2 separate regions of the Gossypium hirsutum genome follow, and region 1 is linked to region 2. Evidence: chromatin contacts called from public Hi-C data. All regions are on one chromosome and are shown on one strand. Each heading gives the region's core, a stretch centred on a gene start, on an enhancer-like site or on the middle of the called end of the contact. The rest is flanking DNA. Distances are from core to core; before and after follow the strand shown. Region 1 holds the start of LOC107955296 (receptor like protein kinase S.2). Region 2 holds the start of LOC107955619.

Region 1 (3,842 bases), core at 921-3,420, 1.0 Mb after region 2:
TTTAATGTGAACCACTTGGTCCAAGATGGTGTTTAATCATAAAATTAGCATTAGCGGATGATAATTGTCACTATTATACATCATGTAATCTCTTCAACAATCCAGATTATCAATGGAAAATTCCAGTGTAGTGGCTATTTCTTTGACATTGACACTGCTGTTGTCTGACACTCGGCCTTGCCTCCCTGACATTAATTTTTGGTTCAGGCGGCATCCAACTCCCACCAGAGAAATGCTTGAACCTTTGTTGTGCACTGCTGCTGCCATTGGACTCGAATTGGATGTTTCATCATCAAAGGCATTGGCTGATTCCCTTGACCGTGCTGTGGTATGGTTCCTATTCATTATATATTTGTCTGACAGTTCAGCTGACTTACCACCTCAGATGATTCCTTTTCTAGACATTTCTTCATCCAACTTCTTGCTTGTCTGGCTTCTTTTCTTTTTTTCCGATTTTTGCTACTTGGGACATGTTCATGTATTTGTTTGGCCTCTCTCTTTCATAGTTGATTCTTACATCTGAGAAAAATTGCCTTGCAGCGTGATGATCCTTACTTTAATAAGTTGATTCGGATACTGGCAACTAGGTGTATGACACAGGTAAAGTTAGCTAGGAAATTTTTTCAATCTCCAGATGATTTTGACCTACGCACTTTTTAACTTGGTACTAATTTGCCTTGGTTTCAAATTAGGCTGTTTATTTCTGTAGTGAGGACCTCAGCCCCTCAGAATATCATCATTATGGCCTTGCTGCGCCCCTATATACTCATTTCACTTCTCCTATTAGGAGATATGCAGGTTTGTGAACAAAAATTTCTTTGTTACTTTACCTTTTCTTGCTGATGTATACTTGATGATACTATTGATCAAGTATGGAACCTTCCTTGCAGATGTGATTGTGCACAGGTTGCTTGCTGCATCTCTAGGGATCGATAAGCTTCCACCAGTTTTCCAGGACAGATCTCAACTAACTAGCATTGCTGATAGTAAGTTTTTTTTTCCTTTCATACTGTTTTTGAGGCTCCCATGGATTTGGGTAACAAACTTCACATACCCATGATATCCATTCTCAGCTTCCTATGCATTTTACCTGTTTCAGATCTGAATTATCGACATAGGAATGCCCAAATGGCAAGCAGGGCCTCTGTTGAGCTCCATACTCTCATTTACTTCAGAAAACGGTAACTGCCTTGGCCTCTCCCATGGAATTGAAACTGCCTTCTATAGAGCATAATGAATAATTGCTCATGTTTTGAATTTATTTTTTTATCTTATGCTGCAGGCCCACTGACACAGAAGCCAGAATAGTGAAGATAAGGTCCAACGGGTTCATTGTGTTTGTGCCCAAGTATGAACTTAGATCCTTTATGCTGGATTATCTGTATATGTTCCTCGTGTCTTTCTTTTTCTATCTGCTGTGTCTAGGCGAGAAAAGATAATGTTTTGGCATTTGTGTTTGTTGGGTAGAGAAAAATGTAACATGAGTGTATGTTATATAAAACGAACAGATATGGAATAGAAGGCCCGGTGTACTTGACAGGCAGAGGAGAGAAGGGAAGCGGGGAGTGGCATGTGGACGAGCAGCAGCAGAAGATTGTAAAGATGGACAATAGTAATAGTAATAGCCTTTCCTACAGTGTACTGCAATCAGTGAGGATCCACATGGAGGTTGTGGAACCCCAACCGAACCGCCCTAAACTGCAGCTTACTCTTATTACCTAGAAGTAGAAGATAACATCAACATGCACAAAGGAGGAGCTTTTATTAGGTCATATAGAGTGTTGTATTATTATATAAGATGCAAATGGAATGAATCTTGTTGTGGTAATTATAGTAACTGGCCTTTGGTTTGGGTTAACTGATGTTGGATTGACACAAGAAACATTTTTGTTCATGGAGTGAGTGTTCCTATTTCTATATGTTATTTTTGCAATAACAAAAAGAATGAATAAATAAACTAACACAACTTGTTATTACTGCTAGATAGTAGAAAAATGCATTGGGAGGGCGACAAAAAAGTAGAACTAACCAGGTGGATGTGCATTTTGATTATTTTATGCGTTGATGCATCGAACATGTGGGACCCAGGAAACTGCAATGAAATAAATGTCCTAAACTGACCTTAATCAACGCCCATAAAATACATCTCCCCCCCCCCCCGCCCCCCGCCCTTTTCTTTCATTGGTTTTGATTTCACATGATTCGTGAATGTGGGTCACATGGCATTGGCAGAGAACCCCCCTTCTAACGTTTTACCATCATCATACCATGTCATCTCTCACCTATTGCAATTTACAGAAAAGCCCATTTCCCCATTTCCAATCTCAAATTGCAGCAAGAAATGCAACGCAAAGTGTATATATATATTTTTTTCTTTTAAAAAAAATAAGGGTAGAGATAGATAAAATAACAGTTAAGAGAATGAATAGGAAACATAAATTTTTATTTGTAATTTAGTGGACTCAGATAATAAGATGATTGATATATTATTAGCAAGTAAAAATGGTAATAGTGAGGATAATGATGGAGTGAGTATGCATGCATGATGATGGATGAAGCATGGAGGTGAAGACCAAAGAGGGAAGGATGTAGTGTGTCCTTTTGTGGTGCTTCCATCGTATGAAGTAAGAAATGAAGTCAAATTAATAGGCAGGCAGCCTCCTTAAGGCTCAAACTCATTGAGTGTCACCTCATCCCCCCCCCCCCGGTCCGATTCCGATGTCTCCCCCACATTTCCCTCCTTTGTCAGAAATCCAACACACACACACACTTTTAATTTAATAGAAATACTATTAATTTTTTCAAAAAAAAAAAAGAAGACGACGACGAGCATAGCAGAGCAGAGCAGGAGACAGACATCTGTAGCAGATCACACAACACCGCCCTCGCCTCCTCCCCTACCTTTCACTTTGAACCCATTTCCCATCTACATTACCATCCCCCATTTGGAGACCTCAGTCACTCGGATCTACGCCCATGGCTGCAGCCCTCGAGTGCTGGTCCAGCCGAGCCACCACCGCCGATGACGACATGGTCGAGCAGGTTTTGGTGCGCTCCAACGACCGATCCGAGGACACCTCCTCCTCCTCCTCCTCCTCTGCTTCTGCCAAACTTGAAGCCCCGTCCGCCAAGAACAAACGGTTCCAGAGGTTGAGCAGGAACGTCTCGGAGGCCATTGCCTCTCTCAAGAACTCTCTCAATCTCGACACTTCCTCCCCACGTGATCAGCTTCCTCCTCCCGTTCCTTCTGTCCCTTCATCTTCCTCCAACCCCGACGTTTGCCGGAAAGTGGTCTGGGGTACCGTTGTACGGAACTTGACTCAGCTTTATCCTGGAAGCCAGTTGCCTGAGAAGCTTGTCTCCAATATCCGCAAGCATTATGATTCCTTGCCTCTCAGGTCCCTTTCCCTTCCCTTGCCTCTTCTTTCTTCCTACTCAGTTTAGGGTACTCTGAAAATTGCAACAACAATCAACAGGATCGTAAAAGCAGTTTCCTATCAGCAGGGGTTTTTTCATTTTTGTTTTTCCTTGACTTTCAAACAGTGAAAGTTCGGGTTTCTTATAATTATTTTTACTATTATTATTTTCTTCAAATGTTTAAAGTGGCCTTGCCTTAGTTACTGCTGAAATGTTCTAGTTCTTCGTCCCCCCAATTATGCTTTTCTTTTTGTAATTTTCTTTTGATTGGGTATTATGTTGACAGTTATGCACAGGCGGGATTTGATATGAAAGAAGTATTTCTACATATAAAATTGATAGAACAGGCATCAGGGGATGATCACCCTGCTATATTTATTCAGCAAACATCTGATGATGAGGTACAAGGTTGCGTGTTTAAGCTC
Region 2 (3,923 bases), core at 1,336-3,835:
GCTACAAATGTTACTTCTTCACCAACAATGTTAGAAATACAGACTATGAAACAAGCTCACCATCAGCATCATGGAATTCTTGGTAGCTCTGTGTTGACTAATGTATGCTGCCTGCAAAGCAAATAAGTCTCAGCTACCCTCTGTAATGACTAAATTCATAAATTATTTACAACTATAAGCTAAAATGAGTGAACCTGAAATGGAAGTAAAATATTCAACAGGTTAAATCTCTGCAGCAAGCAGATGGATTGCACAGCAGCTCCATATGACAGCATGTAGTTCACTTCCAGCATTAACCTGAACTGGATAAATGAAGGACATTATTATGCCAAGTATCAGGTAAATATTGATAACATCACCTTAATTTTACACCAAAATAGAAAAGTAACCAAAGGCAAAAGGTTGTAAATTAGCCACAGTATGATTGGTTCTTTGTGCCTAGCTGAGGTTTACCAAGAGAAAATGAGGATGGTACAAGAAAGGAGGTAAGAAAAGACTCAAGTCACAGAAGGCGAGAGAGACATAGCAAGAGCGAGTAACAGAAGAGAGACTATCTAGGCAGCAGGAAAGATCTCAACTGATATTTCTGAACTACCTTATCTAATCCCCCAATGGAGGCTGAAAGATCGTACATTGCCCTCTCAGTATCCTTTGAAAATGACAAGCATAGACGAGCTGCAATTCTTAAGCCCCGGAGAATTCTTGCTAGGTAAGAAAAATGGCAGAAATTTTCCATTAATGTCTCATAATGCCAGCAGTCATTCCATCCAAATATCTTATACAAGATTGCACTCAAGAAAGCTAAAATAACCTACCACAGTCCTCTTGAAATGACAAATGAGCAGGGATTAACGTCCGTAGCTAAGTCAATGCACCAAACAGAAGAGTCAGAGCGTAAATATTAGTTGAGGTCATGAAAACACATAAAATTGTCATCAGCAGAGGTGGAGAATCACCTTTAATGACTTCAGGTCTGACATTCCACCATTGTAATCATAAATATTACACGTAAAAGGGTCAAAAAATAAGCTACACCCAAAATTCAAACAATATCATTATGAATTACATGGCATCAAAATCAAGGCTAATCATGGAGAAGATGGGAGAGTGGAATTTTGACAAGCTAATACATAGGCTATAGTAGCTCGTTCCATGGAATAAACATAAAAAATAAACATATATGAGAACTAATAATACCTATTAATGGTGAAGTCCCGATTCCTGCTATTTCTCCAGCGGATTAAGTCTTTTTCATCACATATCTTTGGTAATAAAGAGGATAAAGCTTTTTCTTTGTCTGCGTCATGTCTTGCAACTGTCTCAAAACTTGATACCTATTAGAACATACAAAATAAACACTGCATATTAAGAAATTTCTCACTACTGAGGCAATTCTAATCCAGAAGAAATTACATAAAAAGTTACCCATAGTAATAAACCAAGAAAATGACCTCAATTATGGAACCTTTTATATGCACCCTGCATATTGGAAATCTCTTTCCAATAATCTCAGCTCGATGAAATTTCTTTCTTATCTGTAGCAAGATATTACACAGGCAATAGAAAACATTTTATATCAACCCACATTATCCTATTAATTCTAACTAAAGAAAATGGAATGAGAAGAATATTGAGAACACTGTGACCAAACCTGTTTAAGATTTGCAGTGGTAATCACATCAAAATCTTTAGGTGTTCTATTTAGTAGTAAATCTCTAACACAGCCCCCAACTAAATAGGCCTCAAAACCTGAAATATGTAAAGAAAAATATAACTACAGGGAAAAATAAAGTAGCGTTGCTTTCGGTACAAAATTGAATGAGTAAACTTAGAGGAGCAAAATAAACTTAGTTGAAAGATTCACAGGCATTTCTTAGCTTAAAGAACCAATACTAACGAGGCTTTGGAAATAGGAAGCAATTTAGAAATAGGTAAATTTGTTAACAAAAAAAAAAGGGTAATGTAAAAGATGATTACCTCCTTCATGTAGAATTTTCAATACAATCCAGGATGGATACGAAATCATGGAAAGAGATATCCCGACCTTGCTCGCTTGAATCTTCTTCCATTTTGACTTGTCAACTACATTATTTTTAACAAGAATCGAGGGTTCAATTCCAAGAAAATGATTGAAAAAAAGAAATGCCGAACAGAAGGTTAAATTAGTTAAAGAGTGATACTTGGACGAAGAGCGGGATTAGGGGCTGGAGCCATTCCAGAATACAATTCAGCTTGCAAACCTCTTTCACCAAGTGTGTGGTTGCACCTCTAAGCCAAAAACAAACAGCAAGTAAGACTTGGTTTTTGTGGGAAAGATATTCGACGAATTGCCACAAAGACAAAGAAACAAAAAGAAAAATAAAAGCATGTAGAGACCTGAGAGCGAGTCAAGGAACTGAGAGAAGAAGAGAGGAAACTTTTGGCTCTCACCAAAATCGCCATGAATATCTGAATTAGGTCATGTTATGATAATGCTTTGTGGCTTGTTTGCTGGTCTGATCCCTGCTGCCCAGCCGGCTGCTTGATTGTTGAAGAACCCGATTAAGGACAAAGGAGGGTTCTCAGCTTGTGCTTTCGCAGTTAGCAGCCCATATTTGTTCGTACTTAATAGATTTGAGAAAAGTCTTTGGGCTGAGGCCCGATGGACTCTGCTCATAAGCTACTCTTCTGCTATTAATAACTTTGTTAAAGCCCTCCCTGGATTGGGCCTATGCCTACTAAATTAACTTAAAAGATTTCTTATAGAAAGGGTAAACTGTAAAAATGGTCACCTAATTATTCCTTTCGTTCTATTTTGATCACTCAACTATTAATATTTTTTATTTAGTTACTAAACTTTTCAAAATTAAATATTTTAGTACTTTAGCTGATGTGGGCCTTTCTATTAGTCTAGTAATAAAATTATCTCTCTAATATTTACACATTCTTCCGATTTGATCCTAAATATAAAAAATTCAACAAATTTAGCCCTCAATGTTTATGGAATTTGTCATTTTAGTTTTAATTCTAAAAAAAATCAATAAATTTGGCCCTCAATATTTACAAAACCTATCAATTTAGTCTTAAATCTAAAAATTAAAAAATATTTTTTAAAAAATCATTTTTAGTCCTATATAACCAATTGACTAACCCCTGTGAGATATTGAAATAAGAAAAAGAGTACCCTCTTTCAAGACTTGATAGATTTTTTAAATATCTCACATGGGTTATCCAATGCTTTATAAAAGGCTAAAAATATTTTTAATTTTTTTAATTTTTAGAGTTAGGACTAAATTGATAGATTTTGTAAATGTTGAGGGCCAAATTTATTTTTTTATAATTAAAACTAAAACGGAAAATTTTGTAAACATTGAGAGTTAGATTTATCTTTTTATATTTAGGACCAAATTAATAGAACGCGTAAACATTAAAGGGCTAATTTTGTTACTAGCCCACATCAACCTAGAGTGCCTAAAGTATTTAATTTCGAAAAGTTTAGTAACTAAATTGAAAAAATTAATATCTGGGTGATCAAAATAGAATGAAAGGCATAGTTAAGTGATCATTTTTCTAGTTTACCCTATAAAAATTTTACTAGGATCAACACCAATGACTTAAGTGATTTAGATATGGGTAACAAAATTCAAACTGCTCAATGGGTTCGAATCAATCTGTTTCACTTTTTTAAAAATGAATAGGAGACAAGATACATGAAATTTTTTTTTTTTGAACAATGGATATAGAGCGACTACGACAATTGTTTGTCCCATTTATCCCACTCCACTAAAATGGAACTATTATATTATTCTTTAAAAAACAGTAAAAATACAATTAAAATATAGTTCTTAACATTAATTAATATATAGTTTTAATTCCCATAAAAATTTATGGGAAAATCCATTAATTATATTTTATTTAAAATAATTTAGCACATGATTTAAAAT

The links. Hi-C and Micro-C count contacts between places; a contact is called where the count stands out from the background.
Region 1: a contact with region 2 is called in a Hi-C map of leaf, with 2.0 times the contacts expected there. The contact joins the promoter of LOC107955296 here to the promoter of LOC107955619 in region 2. A contact is called at or near these places in 2 of 34 Hi-C or Micro-C datasets (both in leaf).

Annotation. Positions count from the first base shown.
Region 1 is chrA07:68,540,248-68,544,089 of Gossypium_hirsutum_v2.1, forward strand. LOC107955296 (receptor like protein kinase S.2) reads left to right here and starts at 2,171. Exons shown (of 3, transcript XM_016891032.2): 1 at 2,171-3,398; 2 at 3,704-3,842. The coding sequence starts at 2,977. LOC107955297 (exosome complex exonuclease RRP44 homolog A) reads left to right here. Exons shown (of 24, transcript XM_016891034.2): 18 at 208-328; 19 at 541-600; 20 at 693-798; 21 at 891-986; 22 at 1,100-1,181; 23 at 1,283-1,348; 24 at 1,509-1,894. The coding sequence ends at 1,722.
Region 2 is chrA07:67,542,391-67,546,313 of Gossypium_hirsutum_v2.1, forward strand. LOC107955619 reads right to left here and starts at 2,586. Exons shown (of 14, transcript XM_016891416.2): 1 at 2,377-2,586; 2 at 2,181-2,268; 3 at 1,978-2,082; 4 at 1,652-1,749; 5 at 1,452-1,535; 6 at 1,198-1,334; 7 at 957-1,029; 8 at 816-861; 9 at 596-705; 10 at 195-302; 11 at 61-111. The coding sequence starts at 2,442.